Linked DNA regions of Mus musculus: all the other regions are linked to region 1. The links are chromatin contacts, called in public HiChIP or PLAC-seq and promoter capture Hi-C maps. All regions are on one chromosome and are shown on one strand. The core of a region is the stretch at or near the end of the contact, and the rest is flanking DNA. Distances in the headings are between cores, read along the strand shown.

Evidence for each region. Promoter capture Hi-C pulls out the DNA fragments that hold promoters and counts their contacts. HiChIP or PLAC-seq counts read pairs in DNA pulled down with a chosen protein or histone mark.
Region 2: a promoter capture Hi-C map of pre-B cells shows a contact between it and region 1, with 3 times the contacts expected there. The contact joins the promoter of Lcn2 here to the promoter of Ier5l in region 1. A contact is called at or near these places in 3 of 39 promoter capture datasets (liver and pre-B cells).
Region 3: a contact with region 1 is called in a promoter capture Hi-C map of liver, with 5 times the contacts expected there. The contact joins the promoter of Swi5 here to the promoter of Ier5l in region 1. A contact is called at or near these places in 2 of 39 promoter capture datasets (liver and pre-B cells).
Region 4: an H3K4me3 HiChIP or PLAC-seq map of embryonic stem cells shows a contact between it and region 1, with 5 read pairs. The contact joins the promoter of Aif1l here to the promoter of Ier5l in region 1. A contact is called at or near these places in 2 of 39 promoter capture datasets (both in liver) and 2 of 115 datasets of contacts at active chromatin or transcription factors (embryonic forebrain and embryonic stem cells).
Region 5: a contact with region 1 is called in a promoter capture Hi-C map of liver, with 3 times the contacts expected there. The contact joins the promoter of Fubp3 here to the promoter of Ier5l in region 1. A contact is called at or near these places in 2 of 39 promoter capture datasets (both in liver) and 1 of 484 Hi-C or Micro-C datasets (B cells).

The regions. Positions count from the first base shown.
Region 1 is chr2:30,470,864-30,476,890 of GRCm38.p6, forward strand. It overlaps Ier5l (immediate early response 5-like), which reads right to left and starts at 3,336. Exons shown (of 1, transcript NM_030244.3): 1 at 1,768-3,336. The coding sequence starts at 3,148. The coding sequence ends at 1,928. It overlaps Gm31291 (a long non-coding RNA gene), which reads left to right and starts at 3,445. Exons shown (of 7, transcript XR_003954013.1): 1 at 3,445-3,611; 2 at 4,212-4,415; 3 at 5,506-5,573.
Region 2 is chr2:32,385,190-32,391,216 of GRCm38.p6, forward strand. It overlaps Lcn2 (lipocalin 2), which reads right to left and starts at 2,550. Exons shown (of 6, transcript NM_008491.1): 1 at 2,391-2,550; 2 at 1,839-1,975; 3 at 767-852; 4 at 517-636; 5 at 230-331. The coding sequence starts at 2,528.
Region 3 is chr2:32,284,335-32,290,361 of GRCm38.p6, forward strand. It overlaps Swi5 (SWI5 recombination repair homolog (yeast)), which reads right to left and starts at 3,735. Exons shown (of 5, transcript NM_175190.5): 1 at 3,552-3,735; 2 at 3,263-3,311. Golga2 (golgi autoantigen, golgin subfamily a, 2) reads left to right here and starts at 3,992. Exons shown (of 26, transcript NM_001080968.2): 1 at 3,992-4,062. The coding sequence starts at 4,015.
Region 4 is chr2:31,947,254-31,953,280 of GRCm38.p6, forward strand. Aif1l (allograft inflammatory factor 1-like) reads left to right here and starts at 3,050. Exons shown (of 6, transcript NM_145144.1): 1 at 3,050-3,128; 2 at 3,276-3,337. The coding sequence starts at 3,098. Lamc3 (laminin gamma 3) reads left to right here. Exons shown (of 28, transcript NM_011836.4): 28 at 1-1,830.
Region 5 is chr2:31,569,535-31,575,561 of GRCm38.p6, forward strand. It overlaps Fubp3 (far upstream element (FUSE) binding protein 3), which reads left to right and starts at 3,117. Exons shown (of 18, transcript NM_001033389.4): 1 at 3,117-3,419. The coding sequence starts at 3,336.

The DNA.
Region 1 (6,027 bases), core at 2,086-4,585:
GCACGAGGAGGGAGACGCCGCCAGCACACCACCAAGTGGCACTGAGCAGTGATAACAAACTCAACTTTAAAAAAAAAATAAGAAGAAAGAAAGAAAGGAAGAAAGAAAGAAAAGAAAAGAAAGGAAAGGAAAGGAAAGGAAAGGAAAGGAAGAAAGAAAGAAAAAGGAAAGGAAAAAACTTCCCCAAGTTGCTTGCTTGAGACGTGCTGATGTGCGCGGTCTGAGGATCAGGTCAGGGAGTGTGGGTGGCCCAGAAGTCTCCCTGCTACAGAAAGTAGGGGCCAACTAGGCCCTTGCAACCCTGGTGGTGCATGGAAATATGTTGGAGGCTGGCTCAGCTTCCTGCTGGGCAGCGGGTTCCCAAGGGGGCAAGACCCGCTGGTGAGGAGGGCTTATGGAGAAGACCTTGTAGCACCGGCCTCCATCCCCAGAACGCACACATACTGACTCCCAACCCTAGCTCCATCCCCAGCACACACACACACACACACACACACACACACACACACACACACAATTCCAACCCTGGCCCTGCGGATATGGGGGTATCCATGGGTTTCCACCATGGCCCTGGAAAGCTGGTGTTTGCTTGCGTGTGTGTGTGTGTGTGTGTGTGTGTTTAGATTTTCTCACCTCTAAGCCCATGTGAAAGCAAAGGAACCACCATACACTCTACAATTGACTTTTTATTAAGATTATAAATTTAAACAAATAACCTGAACAGTTTTACCCGGTGAGATACAATTCATTATGCACAAAAATACAGGAGGAAGAAGGGCCGGGAAGGCAAGGTTGGCAACTTGTTTTGGAGTCCTCGGGGTGTTGATGGCAGAGACCCAGAGGGGCACTAAGCGAACCTCACCTTCTCACAACAAAAGGCTTTTAAATTAAACAAAATCTATCGCGCTGAGGACGGAGACAGGGTTCTCACAGGCTGGAACAATGCTGGTTTCATGAGATGGGACCGAAGGCTAAAGCACAAGGTAACTTAGAAGCGCGCACAATCACTAGAGCTGACCAGGAGCTAAGCGAAAAGTCTCCAGCTCAGTCGGCGGTCCGGGCCCCTCCCTCCCCCGGGGATCCAGGTGAAGGAATCGACTTCCTTTTTTGTTTAGTGAGGACCGCAGTGCTGGGCATGATGGGAAATGTAGTTCGCCCTGCTCGCCCTCCACCCCTTTCCCAACTGTGCTGAGAGTGTCAGGGTGCCCCCCCCCCCCCCCGCCCGAGTCCGCGAGGCGGGTGGAGGAGGGGGAGGAGGACGGAGCCAGAGGGGCGGGGAGAGGAGGGGTTCTAGACGCCCAACCCGGCAAGAAAAGAAAAAAAAGTTGAAGTGTTTTCATTTCTGCCTTCTCATTTTGAGAACTTTGGAGGCCGCCCCCAGAGAGGAAATGTGACCGAAACGTCCCTTTTGGAGATAGAGTTTGCCTTTGTTTTTTTGCTCAGGGTTTCACAAGACCCGTTCCTCACCCCAGAAAGGCACTCAGGAGAGCGGAACGTCGGGCTTCCCGGCTCTTGACAACTGATTAGAATCGGCGTCCGGGGCCCCGCGCCCTCCTGCGTTGCGCCCCTGGCGCGCCCGGGCACCCAGCCTCGCCCCCGGCGGCCGGGCACCTCCTCCGGGCAGCAGCCCTGCCTCACGTGGCAGGCTCCTCGCTAAACACCACTGCAATCAGTACAATAAAAAGGGGGGGAAAAGAGTAAGAGAAACACAAAGCATACTTAAATAGGCGCTTTTTCTCTGCAAAAATAAAGTCCAAGATTTTTAGATTTTTTTTTTTTATTTTACAATTTATAAAACATCAGCCTCTGCTCGTCCCCAGCTCAGCCCCGAGTGGCCAGGACCCGCTCGCTCCCTATCGCCCCTTGGCCGAGTCTTTGTCTGGCCCCAGCCCCGCGGGGCCCAGGGTCCCCATGCCCTCGGGGGTCCCTAGAAGGCGACAATGGCTCGAGTCCAGGCGCCGAGGCTGGCGAGCGCCTGCTTGGCGCACAGCTGCCCGTTGAGCGGCGGCGGCTGCTCCGAGGAGTCCGGCTGTCGGCTCACCAGCCCCGAGAAGCCCGAGCCAAAGATGGAGATCAAGTTTGAGATGTTGGACGCGTCCGGGGACGAGTCCGGGCAGAAGTCCTCGAAGCGGGCGCGCTTACAGGGGGCGAATGGGGTACCCCCGGGGGGCTCGGCTCCCAGGTCGCCCGCGTCCTCTTCGTCGTCCTCTTCCTCCTGGCCAGGGTAATACTTGCGCTTGCAACCAGCGGCGGACGCCAGACCGGGTCCCGGAGCGCCCTGGCCACAGCAGGGGCAGTGGGCGGAGGCGCAGCAGTCCTGGTGCAAGTAGCCGTTTTCTACCGTGGTCACCACGTGAGTGTCCAGGTCCAGCACGGTGGTCTGGCTGCTGCAGTGCACGCCGAAGTCCGAGGGGGCCGGGTACGCGCCCCGGTAGAAGCCAGTGGATGAGGAAGGGGCTGTAGAGGCGGGCGGAGAGGAGGCAGCGACGGTCGAAGGGGCAGCCCCCGGAAGCACCGAGGGCGCAGAGCAAGCGGCCGGGACGCGAGGGTCCCGCGGGCAGAGCGCGGCGGGCGCGGGCGGCGGCAGCGGCGCGGGACCCGGCTGCAGCGGCTCCAAGTGCTGCCCGCGGTGGGGCGCGCCGTGCGGCGGCTGGAGCGCAGCGCACCCGGGCAGCTCCGAGAGCGCCCCCGCGCAGCCCGCGGGCGCCCCGGCCACCGCCACCGGCGCCGCCGCCGTGCAGCCCCTGGGCGCCGGGTGTTGGTGTTGGTGCAGCTGCTGCTGGAGGTGCAGCTGGTGAAGCTGGTGGAGCTGGTGCAGCTGGTGCCGGGCAACCGGCTCGCGCGCCTCCGCGTCCCCGCCGCCGCCAAGTTGGAGCGGGCCGAAGTCGGCCGCGCTGGCCGGCATTCCGGGCGCCGCGTAAGCGAGGTGCTGGTGCTGGTGGTGGGGCGGCTGCTGTTGCTGCTGCTGCTGCTGGCGCCGGTAGAGCTCGGCGTAACGCTCGCTCAGGTAGAGCTGGCGCGCGTTGCGGAGCACGTAGGACACCAGGAGGTTCTTGTGCAGCTTGATGCCGCCGCGCTGGGTCCGGGAGCTGTGGATCTTGCGCAGGGAGATGCTGATCAGGCTCTGGGCGTCCAGGGCGCACTCCATGCTCCCGCGGAGACGCGGGCGGCGGAGCAGCCGCCTCTGGTGCTGCGAATGCTGCTCCTTGCGTGTGTCTCCAGTTGGTCGCCCGGGCGAGCCAGGCACAGGGAACCGAGCCCGGGTCGGCGGGTCGGCGACACTCCGAGAGAAGTCGCCACCATGCGTTGCGCGCCACCCGCAGGCTCACGCTCCCCAGACGGCGCCAAAGCAATGAGCCTCCGCCGGCCCCGGCCCCAACTATTTAGCTGGGCAGCAGCGCCCCGCCCCACTGTAGATTAGCCAATAGAAGCGTGTAGAGCCTTCCGACTGACAGCCACTGCCCTCCCCGGGACCACTTGACTGGCCAATCAGACCAAGGCGGTTCCTTTGTGCTATTCAAATAACGAACGGACCCCGGGCCTCCAACGCCGCCGTTGCCTCGAATGTTCTCCTGGGGCCGCGGCACCTCGTGGGACTAGGAGCCTCCGAGGTAGTCTCTCTCAGCTTTGGGTCGCCTCTTGGGAGCCACGTCGAAATTCGTAGCTTTCCTGGACGTGGCTCCTGCGAGCTGGGGGTCGGCTCACCTGAGCGCAGCGGAGATGGCTCCGCCCCCTTCCGCATGGTTGGGCCTCACCTGCGGCAGGTGCGCGCGGTTCCCCCGCTTCGAGCCACGCGGCGCCTCCTCTTTTCCACCTGCCACGGCCGGGGGCAACCTGGGCGAGCTGAGCCTTCTTCCAAGAAAAGCTGAGTGGGGGGCGCACCTGAGAACTAGAGTGCTGTCTTGGAAGAGAGGGTTTGGGGCCTGATTACCTGATGTGTTAGCCCAGGGGCCTCTGGGAATGGTCACGGAAGGGCCTCTCTTTCTGTTTGACTCAAATCCCAGTGATTTTTGATCTCTAGTAGAGAAGCTTTGTGATCGTGAGACTGCCTGGGTGGGGGGTGGGGGTGGGGGTTTGGGCTATGAACCCGCCCCAAGCTTCCTCCTCTTTTGGGAGACCTCTTCTTTCCTGACTTAATATCAATGACAATAGAAGCCCTAAGTGCCTAGCTTGGATCTCTTACCAGAAAAGTCTGAATTTCTCCCTTTAAGGTTCTTGGAGGCCAAGCTTGAGACCGCTTGAGTGGAGCAACCTGTTAAGTTTTGGTCCTTACCCTGAGCCCCAGGAGTACCCAGGCCAAGGACTTCTCCACTTTTAGATTCTTATTCTGAGTTATCTACTGACCAATTGAGGACAGAGAGCAGAAAAGAGAGAAGATGCCTGAGAGTCCCCTTGTACTGAGAAGCTTAAAGAGAGTAAGAGGGCAAGGGTGGGTGTGGGGGGCCCAAGATGCCAGCCGCAAGCCTCATCCACCGCGTTTAAGGTTCCTTTTAGTACTTAGGTCAGAAAATTGGCCCAGGCAGAGTCCAGGGCTGGGCCCTTGAGTGGGACTGGGGGATGGGGGGGGGGGAGTGGGGCTCTTCTGAAACCCTCTGTCTTTGGACCCTCTCAGCAACTCTGCCCCTTGGCCAATGTCTCAAGAAAACCACTCACCAATTGTTTCTGTAAGTGGTGGCAAGTGTCAAAAGCGGGGGACAGTTTGCTCAGGTTTTCAGATGAGGAGGCGTAGTCACTAGCTCCAAAGAGGCTTTGTCTAAGACCACAGGCTCTGGGCACAGTGCTCTGCTCCGTCCGCACCATCTGGGGACATGTAACTGTTAGAACAGCTCTTCTCACCCTGTGTCAGCAAGGCCAGGATTACGTTGTGGGGCTGAGGCTGGAACCTCAGAACAAGCACACGTGGTGGCATTGGGGATGTAACCTCATGCATCCTGGGGGTATAAAGCCGTATCTCTGCCCACCTGAATATCTCAGAAGCTTACAGGTTCAGGAAGGGAGCGGGATGCTCCTACAGCCAGGAGGACTGAGCTGGAACTGGGGGAGTCTGCGGCTCACAATGGATGCTGTCTTTTCCCAGTATTTAGTGAAGAAACTTGAGACTTGAAAGAGGTGGTGGCGGGATTTGAACCGAGTTCTGTAGGTGCCTGGAAATATGTTAGTGGGGCCGAGTACACTTCCTCAGGCCTAGCTCCTGATGAATGATGTAATGCCCCTGCCCCATCCATCCATCCATCCATCCACCCATCTATTTATTTATTTTTTCCAAGTGCCCCAGGACCAGAGTTCTCCAGAGCTCCTGTGGAGGCAAATATCATTCTTGGTTCCATACATTCATAGTCATTCTTAGCGCTGTGACATAGAAGATAGCTCTAAGGACCAGCCTGGGAATCAGAGTGGGAATAGAAGTGGGTGGTGGACTAGGAAATCAGGTCCCTCTTTTGGGCTTGGTATTCCCCCCTCCCCCATCCCTTCCCCAGCCACCACTAAAGGTGAAGTTCTTTTCAGTGGGAATGATGAAGTCTCACGCTCTGAGGCAGTTGAGCCACCACTGAGCCACACCCCCAGGTACCAAGGTGAGTGTTGAACTAACTCTAAGGCCCTTTCACTTGTGTGTGTGATTATGTGTGTGTGAGCACTGGGGATGGGATTGGTGAGGGGTGCAGACAGGCAAAGTGTGGCCACTTTGGGGGGGCTCTGTGTAGCCCCATGGGGGGGGGAATCTTCTTTGCAGCCTGTTCTCAGTCTTCCTTCCTTCTCAAGTGCGGGCTCTGGGGTCAGCAAGCTGAGCAGTTGTTTGGCTTAATAAAACCCCTTGATCTTTTTTGAGGTAGCTTTGGGCAGGGGAGCTGCTGCAGATGTTTCAGAAAACCTCCCACTGAAGGAGGCAAAGGACAAAGGACAGCTGAACTATGTGTGTGTGTGTGTGTGTGGCATGTCCTGGGGGAGGTGTGGCTGTGGGGGGGCACCTGGTAAGGATTTATAAATATGGATGGAGTGGGGTCAGCTGCATTCAGACCTCTGCTTGTG
Region 2 (6,027 bases), core at 1,300-3,799, 1.9 Mb after region 1:
GAGGTGGGAGGCTTGGGGTGACAAGAATGAGGAAGCTTGGACAGGAATCTGGACTCCTCATCAGGGCAAGTCCTGACTGAGATCGCTGAGGACTGTCACAGAGTCTCCCAGACCTCAAAGTGGATCCCGATGGCTAGAGCAGGGGATTAAGTCTTTCCTTCCCCTGGCAGGTCAGTACCAGCTTGGACAGTTCCCACATCCCTTCCCTGTCTCCTCAACTGGCCATTACCGGTGGGGACAGAGAAGATGATGTTGTCGTCCTTGAGGCCCAGAGACTTGGCAAAGCGGGTGAAACGTTCCTTCAGTTCAGGGGACAGCTCCTTGGTTCTTCCTGCAACCAAGATTGCCAGAGAGCAGCCACAGGTCACTCCATAGGTTTGACTGGACTAGCAAACAAACCCTCCCTCAGACTTGTTATCTGTGGAGGTCTGCAGAAGACCACTCCTTGAAGGGGGCTGAAGCTGAGACTGGGGTGTAACCTGAAGTTGAATCCCTAAGGGTCACGCAAGAACTCACCATACAGGGTAATTTTGAAGTATTGCTTGTTTTCAGAAGTCTTTCGGAAAAATACCATGGCGAACTGGTTGTAGTCCGTGGTGGCCACTTGCACATTGTAGCTCTGTACCTGAGGATACCCTGAAGGCGTGGAGAACAAGGGATGGGTTCTGTCTGTCCAAACTAAGAGTTCTCCCCAGCTTTCAGAGTGGCTTTCCCCATAATAAAATATGAGTGGAGGGACAAGGACCCCACCGGATTCAGGACTCACTGTGCATATTTCCCAGAGTGAACTGGCCAGCCCTGGAGCTTGGAACAAATGTTCTGATCCAGTAGCGACAGCCCTGGTCCTGGTCCCTGTGGGAGAGAGATGAGAGTGAACAGGGATATGACATAGGCTGGAGTGTCCTTTGGACTAGAGCAGGTGGGACTAGCATTCTGATGTCGCCCACCCCTGTTCCTCCAACCCATAATAGCCTGCCACCAAACCTGGCAGGAGGCCCCGCCCACCCATCTTAGATGCACCTAGGCCTTTTGAGTCTGCCCTGCCTGGTCCTGCTAAGACCTTTCTCCCCATTCTTTCTCTGCTCCATCTCTACGGCCTCTCTTGGTTAATCCTGAGCAGCCAGCCTACTACAAGTTAAGCACTATGCCCCCAACCCTTTAACCAAATGTGAAATTTCCCTAAGTCCCGTTCAATCCCCTGCCACAAATAGCTGAGCCCCCACCCCCAAACCTGCCATTCACCTGCCCTTTGCTCCTCAGATATTTTGCTCCAACTCCAGCCCACCTATCTGCCAGAGGCAGTTATCATATGCAGGTGGTGGCCCTGGCTCTCCTCTGCAGGCGCAACCCTCCATCCCCCACACACCTCCCCCACTGACTGCCTGCCCTCTCCTTCACTATTCTTTCCACTCTCCCTTGCTCCAATTAAGCCACAGTTCTCCTTGCAGAAGCCCCTGACCAAGCCTTGGCACAGGGTGAAATGCCCCGGGGCTATTCCACTCAACAGAGGAGTAACCAGTGCTCCTAACCACTGAGCCTTCTCCCCAGTCCTTCCACCTAAATTTTGAGAGAAGGTGAGCTCAATGATTGGATTACATTGGCTGCCCAGCAAGTCCTAGGGCTCCTGACCCCTCCTCCCCAGGACTAGGTACCACACCCGGCTCCTTGATGCTTATTCCTGGGAACCGAACTCAGAATCTCCTGCTTATGTGGCATCTCCCTAGCTTCTCCCTCTTGTTTTCTGTGGCTTGTGTGTCCTTCTCACTTTGACAGAAGTCAGGAATGGGAGAAGAAAAGAGCAAGAAACCACCCAGTTCCGGGCTGTGACAGGGCTTCACCTGACCAGGATGGAGGTGACATTGTAGCTATTGTTCTCTTGTAGCTCATAGATGGTGCTGTACATCGTAAAGCTGCCTTCTGTTTTTTTCTGGACCGCATTGCCTGCCAGGCCCACAACGTACCACCTGCCCCGGAACTGCAAGAAATGAGAGGTAGAGCCAGGGATGGCCTCGCAGGCCGCTCCTCCTGCTCTGTTCCTCTGGGTACCTTCAGGCACCCCAGCTGGAGGGCAGCAGAGCCCCAGACTCTGTCTGTCTAGAGATACTGGCAGGAGTTAGCCTCTTCCAAGGCTAGACAAGATCCTAGATGGAGTTAACCCTGAGTTAGCAGGATGGGGTGGTTTTGGGCAAGGGGTTACTGTCAGAGTGGCTATCTGAGCAGCATGAGATGTGGCATCCCCTAGGACACAGAATGATCATGTGTAGAAGCCTGGACACTGGCCTCCCAGAGTCCTAGCCATCCTACCCAGCGCTGCCCGTGAAACCTTTGGCTTCTCCTCCCATCTGCCCTGTTTCCCCAGCCTCTCCTGCAGCAGCCCTTCAGGGTCCTACCTGATCGCTCCGGAAGTCTGGCTGCAGGGGGACAGTGAGCAGAGATGGGGCAGGGATCAAGTTCTGAGTTGAGTCCTGGGCCTGGCTCTGCAGGACCCCAAGCAGGGCAAGGCCCAGACACATGACACTCAGGGCCATGGTTTCCACAGCTACTAGGTCTGATGTGTGCTGGAGGAGGAAGAGCAGAGAGTGAGGAGGACTCCCCAGCGGGCTTTTTATGGGCCTACCTGGCTGCCAGCCCCCCTGTTGGGCGGGGTAGTCCATCCTTTACCAAGTCCAGGAAGCCATGAAGTAATTGCCAGTACATTCTGTTGAAATACTTGGCAAGATTTCTGTCCCTCTCTCCCCCAGGTCGGAACTGTGCAAGGTTGAGCAACAGGAAGGGCTGCAGGGGACAGAGGGGGACCAGAGGGACATTCCCAGGGCTTTGGATTCTGGCAGGCACAGGGCACTGCTTGTGGGTCAGCAGCTCAGATCTGGACTGCCTGTCCACTCCCATAACCCTGTAGGAGTCCTAGAGGGTCAGAAACAGGATAGTGAGTATAGTACAGGCTTCCCCCACCCCTACCCCCTGCCTCCTACCCCACACCCACACCTGCTGTAAGCCAAAGCCATCTGAACACCAGACCCTGTGCAGCTTCCTTGTCTGGGGAAGGGTGAGCAAGCTGAGAGTGAATGTTTTAGACAGGGAAGAACAGGACACCCTGTTCTGAGCCTGCCAAGCTCAGCCTTGGTCCTGGCACAGGGTGAGGCGTCCAAAAGATTATCCTGGAAGTGTCCAATACCTTGAGCCCCTTCACTTTCCCATGACCCCACTGCCATTTACAGGAACAGACAGGGCAGCAGCTGAACTCTCAGGGACTCACCCTCTCCTGTGCCACGTAGTCCTTAGATGTGGCTGCTTTCATTTTTTTTTTTCTTTTTTCTTTCTCTTTTTTTTTCAAGACAGGGTTTCTCTGTATAGCCCTGGCTGTCCTGGAATTCACTTTGTAGACCAGGCTGGTCTCGAACTCAGAAATCTGCCTGCCTCTGCCTCCCGAGTGCTGGGATTAAAGGTGTGCACCCCCACGCCCTTGTGGCTGCTTTCAAAGGTAAGGACTGCAACCTCGGTGTCATCTTAGCACGGAGGATAAGGGGATCACTTGGGGGAGCAGGAGCCCTTGGGGAAAGTGGGTGTGTCTCCACACTGCCCTGTGTACTCCAGTTACTTTGGGCAGAAGCAAGTTTCTACCTTCTCCTTAAGTCATCCTCCCTTGAGAAGGCATCCCTCTGTCCCTGGCCATAACCTTGAGCAGGGGAACCTAGTGGCCCGGCTTCAGGGCTCTCCCTCCCCCAGTTGATTCGAGCTTAGTCCTGGAGAAAGCCCTTTCCTCCCTCACTGGGGCCTGGCCGACATCAATTGAAGGTAGTGATGGATCCCAGATGCTATACTGTGCCGTTTCCCGCCCCCCAGGTGGCCTACTCAGGATCTGCTTCTGAACATCTGACCTGAAGCTGGACTGAAGTCCTCTGGCCCTGGGCAGGACCAAAGGGGCCATTGATTTACCTGTTTGCTGCTCCTGACCTCTCCCTCTCCACTGCTGCCTAGCTCTGGGGAGGTTAGTCACAGGGAAAGCTTAGAGGGGGACCTTAAGCTGATAAGTAGGCTACAGCCTCACACAACCCACACCTAGGATGTAGCCTTCTCTCTCCCCCATACCAGAGAGACTACAACACTAGAATCTGTCCCCTCAGGTCCCTATATGATGAAAGAGCAGGAAGTAAAGCTAAGCCAAGCTGTGGGGATGATGTGGCCACCAGAGCCTGTCACTCTTGAGGCACGGGTGACCTCTCCACCCTTCTAGCTCAGCACTAGGAGATCCACCCCTTCTACTCTTTGTGACCTTAAAAGGTATCCGTGAGCTGGGGATGTAGCTCTCTGGTGTTTTATCCAGCACATGGGAGACCCCAAGTTCTATCTCCAACAGTACAAAGAAACAACCTTCCAACTAAACACATATTAGTTTAAAAGGTCTCCTTGAAAGCTGTGTCGCCTTTGAACCCAACACTCAGGGCAGAGGCAAAGGATCTCTGTGACTTCAAGGCCAGGCCAGCCTGGTCTACATTGGGAGTTTGCAGCAAGCAAGCCAAAGGCTTGTAGACCTTTGACTTAAAACAAACAAATATAGGACTGGAGAGATGGCTCAGTGATTAAGAGGCCTGACTGCTCTTCCAGAGGCCCTGAGTTCAAGTCCCAGCAACCACATGGTGGTTCACAACCATCTGTAATGGGATTAGATGCCCTCTTCTGTTGTGTCTGAAGACAGTGACAGTGTACTCATATAAATAAAAAAAATAAATCATTAAAAAAAAAAAAATATATATATAAGCCAGGCAGTGGTGGTGCATGCCTTTAATCCCAGGACTTGGAGATAGGGACAGGCGAATTTCTGAGTTCGAGGCTGGCCTGGTCTACAGAGTGAGTTCCAAGACAGCCAGGGCTACACAGAGAAGCCCTGTCTCGAAAAACAAAACAAAACAAACAAACAAACAAACAAAACCAACAACAAAAAAAAGATACTCCTGAGTCTTTGGTGACTGTTGGGTGTAGACAGAGCCCCCCAATTTTTAGTCAGGAAAAACAGAGACCAGAATCTCATAGAAGCTGGACAGGCAGAATATTCTAGACTCTGAAAAGCAGGGGGCAGAGTGACCAATGAAACTGGACCGGTATGAACTGGGGCGGAGAGCTGGGACTGTAAAAACTGAAAGGTTAGGATTAAGGGTAGGAGGGAGCTAGCTCAGGACCCTGGCTGTTCCAGGTACAATGCACACAACCACCCTTCAGCCTGCTGCTGATTCTTGCTCATGTGCCCTTCTCCCAACATCCTGCCAGGTCTCCTCTGAGCCTCTTCTCTCTGAAACAGAATCCCTAAAGCCCAGGCTCGCCTCAAACTCCCTACATCACCAAAGATGATTTTGGACTTCTCATGCTCCTGCCTCCATCTCTCATCCAATCGGTATCCTTTCTTCTTTCCTTCCTTTCTCCCTCCCTCTTCTTTTCTTTCGATCCTTCTACCTCTGGAACATCGGCATGCAACACCAGCCACACCAGCTACTCCTTTTATTATTTTTTATTTTGCTACCAGGTCTCATTGTGTGATCCAGGCTGTTACTGAACTTAGTAGCACCATGTCTGGGTCACACTTGGGTTTTCTGTGGCCATAAGGCCAGAGAACTCTAGCTGCTACGTAACCCGACCCAGGTCCAATCCACATGAAGAGCCTCCTAGGTTGTTGCATCTCAAGGATCCAGTCTGACATTCGGATCCAGAAACTCTTCCAGAAACTGGTGAGCCTAGCCTTGAGGGGCTGGAGCTAATGCAGCCCCGCCCTCCAGGCTGGCCCTCAGGCCTGCAAACTGAATGCAGGACTACTAAACAGGCCTCTCAGGGCCTGGGCTGCCTGGGAGGAGCCCTGAGGCAAGAGAACCTGGAGAGCCCTTTGGAATCCAACACAGTGGTAGAGCACTTGTCTAGTGAGCCCAGGGCGCTGGGCTCCAACCTCAGCTCTGCTAATAAATAATAAACAAATACGCTGCTGTAGCCCAGGCACCGCCCCAGGAGATCGTGGTATTCACAGGTGGGTCCAGAGGTCTC
Region 3 (6,027 bases), core at 2,485-4,984, 1.8 Mb after region 1:
TTTTTTTGTATTATTAAATATTTATGTGTAACTATGTGTTTGTAGGGGTATGTGCACAGGAGAGAAGATGCCTGTGGAGGCCAGAGGCACTATAGTTCCCTAAAGCTAGAGTTCTGGGAGGCTGTGAGCCACCTGTGTGGTGCTGGAAAGTGAGCTCAGGACCTCACAGATCACTATTAACCACATCCAGGGTCTTCACTCACTGTCCACACTTTGAGACAGGGCTTCTCTGAACTTGGAGCTCACTGATTGGCTAGACAGCTGGCCAGCAGGACCTGGGGGCTGCTGTCTCTACTTTAATGCTTGGATTACAGGTATGTTTTGTGTTTCTGCATCCAGTTTTTGCCCGGGTTCATGTGAACTTATGTGGGTCTGTTTGTAGCAAGCACTTTCCCAGAGCTATCTTTCCAATTTCTCCTGGTGTTTCACCTCACTTCTTGTCACCTGACATGTTGCTCAGTTCATTTCTATGTTCACACCACTGTTACCTTGGTAAATTCCAAGGAGACAGGGACTTTGTGTTTGTCCACTGCTGACACCACAGAACCTGTAACAGTAGCTGGGCACAGTAAATAGTCATCCAATCAAAGATCCAACAACTAATTAGAAGTCTAAAAAAAGCTCTGAGCAATGTGTTAATGAGGAAGTGTCTAGAATTGCTAGAGCCAGAAGTGGAAGGTAAGGCTTCCTGACACAGGGAAGCTTCAAAGGGTGAGTGGGTGTCAGCTGGGCCAGCAGTAGTAATGAAGCATGCATGCTAGCCTGAAAAGTTCTTTTTAGCTTCTGCTGCTACTCACATAAATCTCAATCCTTAGCTCTGAAAAAAAAAAAAATTCAGAACAAGCCCCTATGAGGAAAACTGAAAACTTGGGCATTACTAAAAAGCATTCTTACTAGATTTAAGGAGTTAAAAGGCAACCGAGACACACTCAGGTGAGGGAATGAGTGAGCTTCCAAAGGAGGCTTGAATTTGTATTTTTATTTATTTATTTATTTTGGGTAGGCTCTTACTATGTAGCCCTGGCTGTCTTTGTAACTCACTATGTAGACCAGGCTAGTTTCAAACTCACTGAAATTCACCTGCTCCTGCCTCAGCATCCCAAGATCACCTGGTATTATTAAAACCAAGTGCCACCACTCCTGACCAGGGCTCATGTCTAAACGACAGTCACATACAGACTTCTGAAGTCAAAGGTTTGCCAAGCAACTTTAACGTAATTACAAGGTTCCTGATCACCTGCTTGACAGGTTTAAGGTGAATAATTAGAACCCTCAGCCTCAAGGATGTAGAAAATTAGGTTATTTTTCTTACCGTAAACAAAGTTAATGTCTTATGAGATTCCTAGAAAACTCTTGGGTGAGGAGGGAGGCTCAAGCCACCGTCTGGCCTTAAGTCTAGCCTACTGCTACCTTAACAATACCTATTCAAAAATATTTCCTTCTAAAGAAATATTAGGAGGCCAAAGAAACAACTTAGCTGGTACCAAGTCTAATGGCCTGGGTTCGATCACTGGACTCACACTCTCAAAAGCTGTGCTTTGACCTCCATATGTACTCTGTGACTTTCCAGTGCCCACAAAAACTAAGTACATTTTAAAATGTAATTTTAAATTATTCTAATTCCCTGGTGATGGAGAGATGGCTCACTGGTTAAGAGCACTGACTAGCCGGGCAGTGGCGGCGCACGCCTTTAATCCAAGCACTTGGGAGGCAGAGGCAGGCAGATTTCTGAGTTCAAGGCCAGCCTGGTCTACAGAATGAGTTCCAGGACAGCCAGGGCTATACAGAGAAACCCTGTCTCAAAAAACAAAACAAAACAAAAAAAAAGAGGTCTTGAGTTCAGTTCCCAGCAATGGTAGCTCACAAGCATCTGTAATGAGATCCGATGCCCTCTTCTGGTGTGTCTGAAGTCAGCTACAGTGTACTCATATACATAAAATAAATAATTTTTAAAAAATTAAAATCAATTATTAAAAAAAAAAAAAGCCAAGGCCTTTATTCTCAGTACTGGGAGGCTGAGGCAAGCACAACTCTAAGTTCAAGGACAGCCCTGACTCAATAAAACCAAGTAATAGTAATTTTAAAAAGAATACTTACTGTTTTTTATGTTGGCATCCTCTGCAGCAAATATTGTGCTGGGATCCCTGATTCTAAAATCAAGGTGGTACTGCAGGCTGGAAGAGATGCCCGTCTGCCTCCCGAGTGCTGGGATAAACGCCTGCACCGGCATTGCTTTGCTTACTGTGCTCTTTTTTCTCCGAGTCCCCATAATTTATCCTGGCTCTCTAGCATTTTGAGTTGCTAAGGCAGGAGGATGAAGAGTATTAAACTAGTGTGGGACCACAAAAGGGCATCCTTGAATACAGCCTGAGTCTGGGACCAGCCTGCCTCCATCTGAGGCTTAAAAGCCATCTTATTAAGTACAAAATACACTCAATCCTCTTTATGATTAAACCTGCTTCTCAAGGAATTGGGCTATGCCCCACCTAAAACCTTAACTTCAAATGGTTCTGCATGGCCTGTTACAGGGATGGCAGTCTTGTCTTTGTTCCAAAAAGTTGTTTATAACCATCTTGCAACCCCACCTTTGTTTCAAAAGGAAGACCTTGTTCTGCCCATCTTGCAATCATGTCTTTGAGGAGGTCATTTGGACTAACGGGTATGCTTATGTTCTGCCTCTGTAACCCCACCAAGTCCCCATTTAGAAACCCCCTACCCCTGAACTCTAAAAAGCCTTGTCGTCCTCAATCCGAGGCTGACTTTTCGAGCTCCGCCTTAGGGACCCGTTTACACGAATTAAAATGTTTGCTTTAACCAACTGTTTGCTTTGAGTTGGCCACTATGATTTGGGTCTTTCTCCTCTAATCTTTGGTATTGACAACTGTCTCAAAGGGAAGGGGTATAAAAAAAAAAGAAATTACTAAAAAGAAGCGAATCATCTAAAAGAGTACTTTAAAAATTCATCTTTTGAGGATGAGAAATGAATAACTTTGAGTTTTGGGGGTGGCATTGGGAGTGGTCAGCATAAAGATGCACATATTTCTTGACTGGGGAACCATGCAGGGACTGGTGGCAGGCTGGGTGAGGGGACAAAGCAACGAGCAAGAGCGGTTGGAGAAGCGTAGGCATCGGGCAGGTAGGACTGGGAGGGGAGGAACCCATGTCTGAGAAAGGAAAGAGAAGGAGTGGAATTAGGAAAGGGCTAAGCTTGGAGGCGACCGGCGGGTGCTGGGATGCAGAGGGGTGGGGCTGATATACTCACCGGTGATCGGTAGCCGCCATGGTAAAGTCGGCTGAATTCTGACTCACCCCTGGGGAGGAACCCGAGAAAAAGGCTGATGAGGATGGGGTTACCGAGGGGGCGCGGGAGCCGCAGCTGCAAGAGGTTGGGTCGGGACCCAGCTACTGGGATGGGGTGGGGGTCTTTGGGGTCGGGGTGCGCATCGTGGGAAGGGGAAAGTGTGGAGAACGGGTTACGGAGAGGCCTGGTGAGGAGGCGTGAGGGGTCGGGCAAGGGCTGGAAAACGAAGCGCGGCGCGCTCCTCACCCACCTCCTGAACCCTAAGGTCCGGGGCACCCGGAGTGGGGTGGGCTTAAACTCGGAAGGGTCCAGGGTTGGGGTTAAACGGCTGCTTCAGGGAACTAGAAACCGACGACGGAGACCACCAACCGCCCCACGTCAGGCTGCGCACGCACCAAGTTAAAGCGGTTCCGCCCCTGCTTCCCATAGGCCGCTGTGAGGGGTCATGGCTGCGCGCGCAGCTCTCGTCGTTAACTCCACCCGTCGCTCAGGCCTCGCGACCGCGTGGCCACGCCTCCCTGTCGTTCATCGTTCTCATCAGCCAATGGGCTTGGAGAAGGTAGGTCACGCTGGGTTTCCGAGCGTCCAAGGGGCGCTCTGCACCCGCCTTCTCTGGCCCTTGTAGAGAAGCCGTAGCTTCCGGAAGCAGTTTCGCGGTGGCTGCCGGGATCGTGGTGATGTGGCCCCCCCGCTTCCCCCCTCCCCGCCCCGGGATGTCGGAAGAAACCAGGCAGAGCAAATTGGCTGCGGCCAAGAAAAAGGTAAAGCGCTCCGGGTCGCGGCCCCTTGACCCCACCCGAGCTCCTCCAACGGCAGGACCCATGACCAGAGTCCGAGTCTTTCCCGAGACACACGGGTAGAAGAACCCCTCAGCGCCCTGGGCTCCCCCAGTGAAGTCTTCTCAGCCAGCCCCGCCCCCTCAGCAACCCAGCCCCCGCCCTCTCAGTCGCCCCTAGGTGACTTTGGTCAGTGACACAGGGTCTCTTAGCCCCCGGCTCCGGACGCTCCAATCCAGACCTCCCAGGGCACCTGTCTCCAAGGTCCTCGGTCCTGGCCCTGTAGGCGACTCGGGCGTTGGTAGTATGGAGTGGAATGTAGTTACGTCACAGTCCCCCCTCGAAACTGTCATTACTACTCCGAGTCTGGTTTGGATTGCTCCACCTGCTCACCTAATGTTGTTGCCCCTTTTCCCGTTTCTCTGGTGGAGAACCCATTTCCACCTGGAAGGGAGCCCAAGTGTGGAATCTAGTGCGGAGACGCTGTAGGCGCCCGCATTCCCTTAACTTAGCATTAGTGTGAGCACAACACTGTCAGCACCCCTTGCTGACATGGATTGGTTTGGTTTGGATTTGGTTGTCTGCTCTCTAGAGAGACTGTAATCTCTCTGGAGCAAAACGCATGTTATAGTGTTGATCAGTGTCTTGGGGAACTGAACTTAACTTAAAATTCAGCCAGAATGTCTTTTCCAACTGGGGTGGTGAGAAGCACGGGATGCGGGTGAGGCATCTCACGGGAAACATCACTTTCCCATGCTTCTTTTGAGAGAAAAAAACCATAAAAGTCTGGTTTGGCATTTTCATAGATTTGTAGAGACTTCTCTCTGCGATGACAAGGGCTGTGCCCTTTCTGTTCCCATGTTCACTAAAGCCGTGGCTTCACGGTTTCTGCCCTTCTGTCATGTTGTAAACTTAGGAAGCAGGTTTAGGAAGTACTGCGGTGTACCTTTAGTATGTGTTGCTAAAACGGCCCCAGTGGAGTTAGGAGTGGAGCTGAGTTGTTAGGGTGTTTGTTTAGTATATACAAGGGCCTGTTCAGTACTCAGCGTAGTTTGCAAGAGTGGTGGCCTACCATGTATGAGGCTCTGGCTTGGATCCTGCAATGGCATTAGCTGGGCAGAGCAATGCATGCCTCTAATTTCCAAGACTGGAGGTAGAGGCAGAAGGATCAGGCCTTCAAGGTTATTTTTGTCTATATATGGAATTTGAGACCAGCTTGGTATATGGCATACCCAATATTGGGGCTGGAGAGAGGTTCAGCAGGTAAAAGCACTTGTTGCTCTTGCAGAGGACCTGGGTATAGCTCCCTTCACCCACAAGTCAGCTAACAACTATCTCAGCTAACTCCCTGGCTAGATGTTGTATATTATGCCCTCTTCTGGCCAATTAGGTTACTGCATGTACATGATGTACAGACATACATGTAAGCAAAAACAAACAACTACCCTCATATACATACAATCTTTTTAAAAATTAAATTAGATTTTGTGTTTGTTTTTGAGACAAGGTCTGTGTATTCCTGGCTGGCCCTGAACTCAGATATGCCTTTCTCTACCTGCCTAGTACTGGGTGAAAGGTGTAGGCCACCAAACCCAGCAATCCTGGTTTGTTTGTTTTCTTTTTTGAAGGGAAGCTGTATATATATGACTCAGTATTAGAATGCTGGGCTCTCATGCATAATGCTCCAGGTTCAGTCCCCAGCACTGCAACAACAACAAAGAAACCATTGATGTACTGGGCAGTGGTGGTGCACGCCTTTAATCCCAGCACTCGGGAGGCAGAGGCAGGTGGATTTCTGAGTTCGAGGCCAGTCTGGTCTACAGAGTGAGTTCCAGGACAGCCAGGGCTACACAGAGAAACCCTGTCTCGAAAAACCAAAAACCAAACCAAAACCCTCATTGACGTGAAGTTGCATTGAGAGTACTTTGGCTTTTGACAGTGCGATGGCTC
Region 4 (6,027 bases), core at 1,800-4,299, 1.5 Mb after region 1:
TTGGCTCTTTTCCGTTTGCTTAGGCCTTGCCTCTACAAATTAGCTTTCCTTGTCTTTCTTGTACATAATGGTTGATGATATTGCACCCTTCCTCCATCCTCTACAAAGCCCTGGGCATGCATATCATCAGCTCATTATTTTTATTTTTTTATTCATTTTTTTTTCAAGACAGGGTTTCTCTGTGTAGCCCTGGCTGTCCTGGAACTCTCTCTGTGGACCAGGCTGGCCTCGAACTTGGAGATCTGCCTGCCTCTGCCTCCCAAGTGCTGGGATTAAAGGTGTGAACTACCATTGCTCAGCTATTATTTTTATTTTGAGATTCTGTTCATTTTTGTTTTATATGTATGTGTGCTTTGCCTGCGTGCATATCTGGGAACCACATGCATGCTTCAGGTCCTCTGGAACTGGAGTTACAGATAGCTGATAGCTGCCATGTGAGTGATGGAAGCCAAACCCAGGTGAACAAACAGACACTTCTCTTCTTCTTCTTCTTCTTCTTCTTCTTCTTCTTCTTCTTCTTCTTCTTCTTCTTCTTCTTCTTCTTCTTCTTCTTCTTCTTCTTCTTCTTCTTCTTCTTCTTCTTCTTTTTTGTTCTTCCGAGACAGGGTTTCTCTGTGTAGCCCTGGCTGTCTTGGAACTCACTCTGTAGACCAGGCTGGCCTTGAACTCAGAAATCCGCCTGCCTCTGCCTCCCAAGTGCCGGGATTAAAGGCATGCGCCACCACTGTTCAGCAAGCAGACACTTCTTTTAACTGCTGATCCACCACTCCAGCCCCACATCAAATGTTGAGTGGTCAAGTCCCCTGCTTGGCCAAAATACCAGGGACTTTGTGTCCAAGGCTTTGTGGTGAGACATGCCATATATGTACAGGCAAAGTGTTCTGAGGAGAGGAGCATCCCTCCAGAGAGAACCTTGAGGTCAAGGTGAGGCTGAGGATGGTGTGGCTGCCATTTTATGTTGAGTGGGACTGATATGGTAGGTTGCCAGGGTTGGGGTAGAAAGACGGAAGACGGGATTGGGTAATTAGGATCTGGTGTGTGATATAAAGGACATGGGAGCTCTAAAGTCAAAATCTGGGGCAGGATCCGGCACTTCTCTGGCCTTAACCCAGTTTCTCCACTGATGGATGGCCAACCTCTACCCACTTGAGCCATGATGTACAGCAAAGCGTGGTCCCAGCATCTCTAGTGGGCGGAGACCAGGCTTCCTAGGAAACAAGTCTCAGGCCTGCCAAGTGACTCATGCGGTATGGTCATGCCTGGTGTATGCAGAGCCACTCAGAAGGTCCAGAGGTGGGGCTGCACATGACGGAGGGGAATGCTAGCAGCAGCTGAACATCTGTCTAACTCAGCAGCCAGCTGAGCAGTAGAACTTGGGATGGCCCCTGTCCTATCCCACTGAACAGCCAGGAACAGCTGTGGAGCAGTCTTCTCTGAGGAGAAAACATTCCTTCCGGTAGGGGGGCTCCTCAGGCAGAGAGGTAAACAGCCCAAAACAAGAGCTTCAAGAGCTCCCTGAAACTGAGCGGATTCCCCAGGCCCCTTCCTGCCGGCCTCAGCAGAACCCAGCTGCAAGAAGACTCTTAGACAAGTAGAGTTGCCTGCTGGTTAGACTAACTGATGCCCCGGGAAAGGAGACTCTCCATCCAACCTGTCACACTGTCTGTAGACCATGCGGCGGGCTCCAGGTTCCCAGTTTTGTGAGCTGTCATCCATGCTAGGGGGTGGACTTTGGCAACACAGCTGTCTGTGAGTCATTTCTGTTTCTGTAAGTTAACTCTTCACCCATATTCTTGTAAATAACCCTAATAAAGCTTACTGGGTCACCAAGCTGGACTTGGGTGATATCTGTAATTGGATCTCTCGTGGGTTCCTAAACTGGGGTGAGTAAACGTGTGTGTTGTATCTCCTCAGGAAAAGTTGGTCACACAACAACAGCTAACCCAGCTAGCTGGGACCATGGGCAGCCTGTGACCAGAGCAATAGGGCCCTGTTCTGAGTCCAGTTCCTGCCCGAGCTTTCAGAGGGAACACGACCATGCAGGCTTTGAACTCCCAAGCCCTTGTGGGCCTACCTTCTACAGTGCAGTCCCTGCTCCTGTTTCTCCTATTCTGCTGCTTAGGGAGCTTGTGTCAAGTGCCCAGCTTCAGATGAATGAATGAATGCATAGTGGGAGGAACCTAAGAGCAGGAGCCCTGCCTCGCAAGCATCTTTCCTCCCATTAGCCCCATAGCATTCTATCTGGACCACTGGACTCCCCTGTGTGAGCTTGGCTACCCGTCCCCACAGTCAGCTGGTCCCAGGATCCCAATCTAAGGAGTGTAGACTTGAAATAAGTCAGGGGAACAGGGATTCCTGGATCCCATGGTTAGGGCAATCCTGATCTGTGCCTGTGTCCACAATGTAACAATGGAGGGAGACCCTGTCTCTAGAAAGGGTCTCTAGTCTGTTCAGGTTGGACACTGGAATTCATGATCTCTTTCTTTACAAGTTCCTAGTTCTTGCATGCCCACCCTGGCTTCTCCTCAAGTCACAGGCTGCTTCTTTACCACCCTAGAGGACTCGTGTCCCAGCTTCAGCTTCCAGACTTTTCTATCTAGTAGGCATACCGGTACTACTTTGTAGTTAGGGGAAATGACACACAAAGACCAAGTGTCAGGTACACCGTATTTGCACCAACACACGTATTTATCTAAAATATCGGTGTTATCGTGGCACTGCCGGGCAAAGGTGACAGTGAGGTGACAGCCTCTATTGGCACTTGATCTTCACAACCAGCTCTGCAAAGTTCTTAGTGAGATGTGATATTGTCTCTTCTGGTGATGGGGAAAGAGGGCGTTCCCATCTTGCATTTTCCGCGTCCTCCAGCAGAGGGGCGGCGGCGGGCTAAGCGTCCGGCTAAACAGCGGGCTTTGATGCCCCGGGTGCGCGCGGCAGCGGGGAGGGGGGCAGGAGGCGGGCCGCCGGAGGGGCGGGGTGTGTCCGGCCGCGAGGTCCCTCCGCCCCTGGGTCCCGTCGCCACACGCTGCCGAAGGTCTGGACCAGACGACTTTTCCTCCCTGTTGTCCCTGGCCTTGTCCGGAGTCGGGCTCATACCATGTCGGTCGCACTCAGCAACAGGTTCCAAGGTAGGCGCCTGCTGTCCCCGCGCTATCCCGCGCCGGACGTCCCTGGGTCGCCACCTGTGTGCGCTGTGCGGCGCGCGCGGGAACTCGGAGGGGGCGCGTGGCCCGGTTGGTACCCTAGCTTCCCCGCCGACTCTTTGTCTCCCGCAGGAGGGAAGGCGTTCGGTTTGCTCAAAGCCCGGCAGGAGAAGAGGCTCGAGGAGATCAATCGGGTAAGCCGCGTCACTGTGTGGGACAGCGTGTGGGTCCCATGTGCCGCACTGTGCCACCCCTTCCCCCCAGACAAAATCAGCCCCTTCCTCCCCTACCCCTGGCCTTCTGCAATTGCATCCCTGGCCCCTGCTGTGTGGCCTCCAACTCCAGGTAAGTCCATTCCACCCCTTAGTTCTCTGCCTGGCGTCTCCAGTTGCAAGTTGTAACTCTCGACCAGGGAGGTGGGGCGGGTGAGGGAGCCGGCTGGGGACCACCTAAGGGGTTTGGCGCCAGGAGAGACCCCAGGGCCAGTGCTGTCTCCATAGACCCGCAGAACTTAACACTAGGAGCTGGCTAATGCTGGCATTTCCTTGTTGCCTCCCACCTCCAACTCTAACACACAGCTCTTTGCACCAGCTTTTAGAAAAGTTGCCCAAGGGACTGTTTTTTTCTTCTATGCTGGTCCTGGTCCTGGGGAAGTTCTAGAAAGAAATCCTTCCGCTGCTGCCAGAGACACAATAGCAGCTCCGTACGTTTGCTACTGAGCGTGTAGATCCCAGGAGATAAGAAACGGTGTCAGGGCCTCCTGGATTGGCAAAGCACAGAGGTGGCACAGCCTGAGGCTTTAGGGTTCCCAGGATCTGTGTTCAGATGTGACTGGTGTCTCAGTAAGAGCTTCTCGCTTCCTGCAGGGTCACTTTGTGGGCTCAGGAAAGTAAGGAGCCTACATCTTCTGGGGTCCAGCGCTAGGGAGACAGCCCGCGAAGTTAGTTTCTCTCTCTCTCTCTCTCTCTCTCTCTCTCTCTCTCTCTCTCTCTCTCTCTTTCTCTCTCTCTCTTTTCCTCTACAGTGGAGACTGAACTTAAGATTTTCTCCATGCTAGACACTCTACCCTAGAGTTATTAGTACATTGGGGCTGAGGTATGCCAATTGATATAAGGGGAGGCATTTCTTCTTATTTGCCCCTTTGGTCCCTGGACACCCAGAGTGACAAACTCCAGGCCCCTGTCGAGGAGCTAGCTGGTAGGGTTAGCACACTAGAGGTAACTGGAGGTCGTTGGAGATGCCAGGGCTGTGGTCCTGTTGAAGTGTTTCGACCTAATTCCTTTATTTCCATGGACTGTCTAGACCCAGATAGGTGTCTCTTCCCGTCCACCAGCTCCAGGAGTCCCTGTAGGGCTCTGGGGCCTCTTACTAGGACCCTTCCCTTTTCCCTTGGGGCTTGTCATAGAGCATGGTCTTGGGGGACCCGTGTGCATATAGCTGGGCTCAGATCCCAGGCCTGATGGACTTCTCCAAGACGCCTCAGTGCTACCCCAGCCTTGGCTGCTTTTGCTTTCTGGACAGGAACCTGGGACCCTGACCTCATACAGCCCCCGGGGCCATTTTGTTAGGAAGGTTCTGAGCTAGCTGGCTCCACCCACAGCCAATGGGACCCTAAGCCAGAGACAGCTGGATATGGACATTAATTAGATGACCTTAGTAGAAGAGTCAGAAGAGTGGAGATTTGGGGCTTTCTGTTCTTGGGGACGTACGCAGGTGAAGGCTTGGGATGAGAGCTGTTGGAACAGGTGGCTCAAAAAGGGGCGTGGCAGTACTGATGCTGCAGAAAGTGGGCTAGGGGGAGCTGTGATCTAACCACTGCAGGTCTTCAAACACCCAGAGAGGGCAAGCAGCTGAGCCAAGGCCACACGGGAGCCACTGCTGCAGCTTGCTCTTTTCTGTGCTGTGGATGCTGTTTTGAGATCTTCCACGTGAGCTTGAGCTGCCATTGGGCCGGAGTATAATCCAGAGCGTAGGTCCCTAGGGGAGTAAGCTGGACCATGCAGCTGCTCCCGCATCACAGCAGGCCATGGTGACTACACTGGCATTAGAGCCAGGAGGCAGGCAGCCAAGCACTGGCTCTGTGAGTTCCATCGACCTGCTTCCTTCACCCCTCTGAGCCTCCTTTGCCAGCAAGAGATAATAGTAGTGATTTTTTTTTAAAAGCCAGACGCTGTGTGTGAAACGCACAGAGTTGGCGGCTGTCATGAGCATCGTCATTTGTTTGTGTGAGGGTTTCAGGTATAGGGAGTAGGCGTGGAGGTGTGCCAGGGACATACCAGCTGGGCATGCCCCTTTGGAGGACGGTAGACTCAGAGTGGCTCCACTTGAAGGTCCCAGCCTGGTTGACCCATGGCCATGGCTGTAATGACAGATCCAATTGTCTTCCATCGGAGTACACCTTCTCTGCCCTACCTGGTGTGTGAATTCTAGGGTGATGGGCTAGGCTGGGCTGAGCAGTGCCTGCTGTCCCCATAGAGGCAGGAAACCATACAGGACATGACTTTGTGACTCACTGCATGGGGGTTTTGTGACCAGCCACCTGTTGTGCCCATGAGCATGGAAACCACCGGCTGCTGTCTGGCCCAGCTCTGGGAAGACTTTCTGGACCAATACTCCAATTCTCCTTGGGGCTTTCCCTCTCCTGTGAGGAGGCTGTTTGTGAGCAGCAAGGTCGCTTAATCTTAGCCATTGCTATCATAAGAGAGACAAAGTTGAATCCTCTGGTGGAGCTGGAGGACCCTGAGGGGGAAAGGAGGCAGGAGGGCTGCACATACTACAGCTTTTTAGGGGTTCATTCTAGTTTCTTCTTTATAAATTGTTTTTTAAAAATCCCATTATGCTATTCATGTATACGTGTGTGTGTGTGTGTGTGTGTGTGTGTGTG
Region 5 (6,027 bases), core at 1,867-4,366, 1.1 Mb after region 1:
ATTTGAATGCCATCAGTTAAGATATTCCCAAATCTCAGAGAGAAAAACAACTGGTTTACTGATGTATAAGCATGTATGTTGTTTAAATGAGTGCATGGGTGTATGTTTTCACACAGGTGAAAGTCAAAGGTCCATGTTGGATACTTCCTTCCATTGCTGTCCTTATTTCTTAGAATTTGCTCCATAGACCAGGCTGCCTTCACACTCACAGACACCCCCTTCCCTCTGCCTCTGCATGTTGGGAGTTTTGCCACCACAGCCCAGTTTGCTGACCATCTAATTTCTTGAGATAGGCTCTCTCAATGAAACTGGCACTCCCCAATTTGGCTAGACAAATCCTTCTGTCTCCATGTCTTAGTTCACTGTCCTGTTGCTGTGAAGAGACATCAGGACCAAAGCAACTCTTATAAAAGAAACCATTTCGTTGGGGGTTTGCTGATGGTTTCAGAGTTAGTCTGTTATCATGGTGGGGAGTATGGTGGCACGAAAGGCAGGCATGATGCTGCAACAATAGCTGAGAGTTGTATATCTTGATTTTTGGGCAGAGAGAAACACACACTGGACCTGGCTTGGGCTTTTGAAACCTCAAAGTCTAGCCCTGTGACATACCTCTTCCAACAAGAACACACCACTAAGCCTTCCTAAACAGTCTACCAACTGAGAACAAAATATTCAAAGACAATGCCTATGGGTGCAGGGTATTCTCGTTCAAACCAAATTCTACCCCCCACCCCACCCCTGCCCCCAAGCTCTGGATTACAGGCATGGACTAGCAGGTCCAGCTTTTTTTTGGTTTTGTGTTTTGTTTTTTTTCAGACAGGGTTTCTCTGTGTAGCCCTGGCTGTCCTGGAACTTACTCTGCAGACTAGGCTGGCCTCGAACTCAGAGATCTGCTTGTCTCTGCCTCCCAGGCACTGGGATTAAAGGCGTGTGCTGCCACTACCTGGCAAAGTATTTTAAAAATAATTTATGTGTGTGTGTGTGTGTACCACATTTGTGTAGTGCTCAAGTAGGACAGAAGAGAGTGTTATATTCTTTGGAGTTGGACTTTAAGAAAGTCCTGAGCCATCTGATGTAGGTGCTGGGAACCAATAGCAGCAAGATCTCTTAGTGGCTGAGCCATCTCCCCTAGCTCCAGAACCATGTGGTTTCTGGAGACAGACCTCACATCTGTGCAGCAAGAGCTTCCTTTCCTGCCTGAGCTGTCTCTCCATTCGGAAGAGTCGTCTGCTGGTCTCTGAGGCAAAGCTACTCACAACCAGTATGTATGCAGTTTGTTTGGGTTTTAGCTGTCTTGAGACAGGTTCTACCACAGGCTAACCCTTATTGTATAGCTCAGAGTGACCTCACCTTCTTATCCTCCCACCGAGTCTCTGCTGTCAGTCCTTTGTTCCAGCCAATCCTAGCTAGGCATTTATTTCCTGAGTTTGAATCACATTTGAGTGAGTATGCATTGCCAAAGTTATCTATTCAAAAGGGCAGAAGGAGTTCCAGGACAGCCAGGGCTATACAGAGAAACCCTGTCTCGAACACCCCCCCTTCCAAAAAAAAAAAAAAAAAAAAAAGGGCAGAAGGGAAAAACAAAAACTCTGTGCTACTTGTGCTTTCTTGAAAGCTTTAAATTATCCTCAATGTTTTAGTAAACAAATTAGACTGGGCTCCTGCCTGTAGGCCACTTGGGTGGTGGCAGCAACATTTCTGCACTCACTGTCTAAGATGCTTCCCCTGTCCTCATTGGACAAAATTCTTTACGTATTCATTGAACAGATACCAAGCGCCAACCAAATCAACAGGGGGTTTGTAATAAGTGTTAGATAAAGAGACCCTGGATAGAAGAACATCCCATTTCTACTCATCAGGGCCAGCCAGTTGGGAGTATGGAAGAGTGGACAGTGTTTCCTCAGAGGTTGGTAGGACAAACGTCAAGTAGGGCCAAGTCTGTCCTGAAGATTGAAACTCTGTGTTTGCTAAACTCAAGCATAGATGAAGTGAAAACTCTCCACCATCCAGAGTGCCAGCTTGGTCTCCCCTACGGGTTTGGAAATGATCTGTCTAAAGTGATCAACCTGTGCAGTTTGGCCAGCTTCTTTGATTTTGCCATAATCTAGGAATCATTCAGAGTCAGCGATATTCAACTTAGAATTAGTTTCCTAAGCATCTGCTATGTGCCAAACTCTAGGAATCCAAGAAAAAAAAAAAACGAGAGCCTCAGGGTTGATGAGGTGGCTCCGCGGTGTGGGTGTTTGCTGCCAGACCTGATAACCTGTTTGATTCCCGGGACCCATATGGTGGAAGTATATAACCAACTCTAGGGAGTTGTCCTCTGACTTTCACATGTATGTGGTGACACATTCTACACGCACACACTGAAACGAAGAATGGAAGGAAAGAATAGTAAATTGAGTTTCAAGTAGCTAGCTGCGGGTGACCTAGAACATGACCTTGAACTCCTGAACTTCCGTACAAACCCACTGCCCATACATATTGGCACAGTGGGGTGTAACTTTTTGTTCTGACGGAGGCAGGGGGTTCTGAAGTGAGACTCCCCCCTTTTCCTTCCCCTCAAGCATTCAAACATTCCTAAAGATCTCTTGCCTCAGCAGGCCCGGAAGCAATGATGGTCCCACGGTATTTCCTGTTACCCGGGTGAAAGAATGTGAAAGAGGACACCAGGCTTCTTTTGAGCAGTGTCATCAAACCGATCCTTGGCAAACTGATGGCCCATTCTGGAGCCTGGGACTCCCTGCAGCAAAGGCGGAGCCCTGCCGTACTAAGGGTCCTAGTACCAAGTAAGGTGCTCAATCTCAGTCAATGCAGCACACCACGACCCCACTTCGAGAGGGAGGGGGCTGCCAGTGCACCTCGACGGCTTGGGTAAGGTGTTGGAAGAGCCAAGTCCAAGTTTCTCCTCCGTCAGGTGGCAAAACCACACAGCGGGGGACTATAAGGCCGCACCTGCGCCGCGGTGGCGGTCCCACGCTTGCTAAAGGCCTGGGGCCCACGCCTTTGGAGGGCGGGGTCGCAACCTGGTCTTTTTGACGGACATCTGCCTGTGCCCAGGGCAGGCCCCCCTCGCGCCACGGCCACGCCCCCACTTCCGGCCGGACAGCGGTCACGTGCTTTGAGACCCCGCCTCACAGACGCTGCTTTCCCCCAACCTATCTCTCTCTCTCTCTCTCTCTCTCTCTCTGTCTCCCTCTGAGCTAGCAGTGCCTTCCCTTCGCTTCCCTTCCGCCGGAAGTGGGGCGACTTTCCCTTTCCGGCTACGGGTCCCGGAGCGGAGTGGGAGGCCGGACCGGGGGAGCCGAGCGACGGCGGTGGCGGTGGGCTTGGCTATGGCGGAGCTGGTGCAGGGGCAGAGCGCTCCGGTGGGCATGAAGGCTGAGGGCTTTGTGGATGCCCTGCACCGGGTCCGGCAGGTACGGGCGCGGGAGGCCGGGGGCGGGAGGCCGCTGCGCCGACGCCTCCGGTGGGCGCCTAGGGCCGCGAGTCGCGGGAGGCCCGGGCGGTTCCCTCGGGAGCTCCGGGGCCAGAGGAAGCTTTTGCCAAGCGCTCCTGGCGCCCGCGCGCCCGACTGCACCCAGCGGCCTGCTCTCCATGATTCAGATCCCAGCAGGTCCTGGTTGTAGACCCCAGGCATCCATCTCACGCCCTGGACGTGGCTTCTGCAGCTTTGGGAAACCTCGCCTTCCACTTAATGCATTTCAAGCATATTGGAAGAAATTCGAGGATATTTTATATTTGAAATTCTCTATTTTGCAGAGAGAAGGGGAGGTGTTAAGTGGGTGGTCCTCGAGAGTTCCTTCTGGCGATTAGTCTTAACTCTACTGGGAAGAGTGTGGGATGGACTCGTTCGGACCGTGAAACTACCATCTGGCAATATTGTGCGTTTTGTCAGTGAAACTGGCTTTTTAGAGGACTTAGGCTTCTCTGAATGAATATGGGACCTCTCTGGCTCCTGGCATGGTGCCTAGTACAAAATTGTCCTTGTATTTTGCCTGAAACTTAGTGACAAGTTACCCCGACGCTCAAACTTTCCTCTATCCAGTGATGTTTATCTTCTCTGACTTTGTCAACTCTCTGGTTCTTTGAAAGTCGGGCTGTGTAACTAATGACGGTTTGGTTCCTAGTAGAATACCTGCCACAGGACTCATTGTTGGGAGAGTTTGACCGGTCACGTGAAAATGGGGTCTTTTCATCACTTTCCAGTAGTCCTTCGAGGAAACCCTACCTGTCTCCCCTATACTTTGCATATTAATACTGATGGTTCTGTAGACATTGTTTTATAACCTACCACAAATGTTGGACTCACCCAAAAGTTTCTCTGGTGGGTTGTTACTGCCTAGTTGGAGCAGTGAGTATCCAATAGTGTGATGATACTTCAGTTACTCCATGATTGTAATGGATGACCTTGCGCCCAGCTCCGCATCCACCGCTCTGCTCATGGGCATGGTTTTCCTTTGCTGGACAAGACCCTGAACCCTGTTTTTCACTAGTTGGTAAGATGTACTGGATCTCTCTCAATGCTAGAGTGTCAGAGCCATCTTGTTGGCTTTCTTCGACCACTAACAATTACAGTCGCTGCTTTAGGAAGCTCAGGGCCTCCTTAGTTGAATGTAAAATAAATTTGTTTTTTTGTTTTTGTTTTTGTTTGTTTGTTTTGTTTTTTTTTTCTTCCGAGAAGGTCTTTCTATGCAGTCCTGGCCGTTCTGGAATTCACTCTGTAGACCAGGCTGGCCTCAGACTCGGACATCTGTTTCTGCCTCCTGAGTATTGGGGGGTTGGAGGCTTTTTGCACTGCTACCCAGCTTATGAGAATTATTTATTTATTTTCCAAGCAGAGTTTATTTTTGTAACCCTCGCTGTCTTGGAGCTAGCTCTGTAGATCAGGCTAACCTTGAACTCTCAGGGATCCACCTGCCTCTGCCTGCCTCTGCCATCCTAGTGAAGTTTTAAGGATTGCTGAGACTTGCTTGGGGAGGTGGGGGTGGAGATACCTTCTGTTAAATCTGCCCTAACTTGGAGTGAGGAAAAGGAAATATTCCTTTGGGTTTCTTTTTGTTTGTTTTTGTTTTTTCTCTGTGTAACCCTGGCTGTCCTGGAACTCACTCTGTAGACCAGGCTGGCCTTGAACTCAGAAATCCGCCTGCCTCTGCCTCCCGAGTGCTGGGATTAAAAGCGTGCGCCACCACCGCCCGGCTTCTTTGGGTTTCTTATTTATGAAGTACACCACTACCTTAAGTGGTAATGAGCCCATTAGAGATTGGTGTGTTGCTTCTTAGTGGCAACAGCTAGAAGTCCATACTACCATTGAGAAATGATTTGAAGGGAATTAAAAAGAAAAAGTCTGGCAAAGTGGTGTACACCTTTACATCCCAGCACTTAGAGGCAGAACAGAAAAATCTCGGTGAGTTGCAGGTCAGCCAGGTCTACTACAGAGCAGGTTCTAGGTTCTCTGGGGCTGCCAGAGCTACACGATAAGACATTGTCTCAAAAAGCAAAGTCAAACAAACAAGCAAAAGTTTGTTGATAATTTTAGGGTTATTTAGGTAGATCTCGTTGGTCAAGGCTGGAAACTTAGAAATCTGCATTGTAGAGCTCTACTCTTCCAGAGGACCTGGGTTGGATTCTCAGCACCCGCATGATGGCTCCAGTTCCAGCTTCTGCAGGCTCTGTACAACAGGTTCTGAATAGACATACATGAATGCACCTACACACAGATCTTTTTTTAAAAACCTGCTAGAAAGATGGCTCAGCGGTTAAGAGCATTGCATGCTCTTCTAGAGGTCCTTAGTTCAATTCATAGCAACCACATGGTGGCTCACAACCATGTAATGGAATCTGATACTCTCTTCTAGCATACACACAGAACACTCATACATAAGTAAAAAAATTTTTTAAAAATTCAAAATCTGCATGTGATAAAGCTTAGTAAAGAAGACCCTGTTTGAGTATCTGGATAGTCAGGGTTCTGTGTCTCCATTACATATAGAGTGCTCCCAAGATGAACCTCTCTCACCCCCAGTA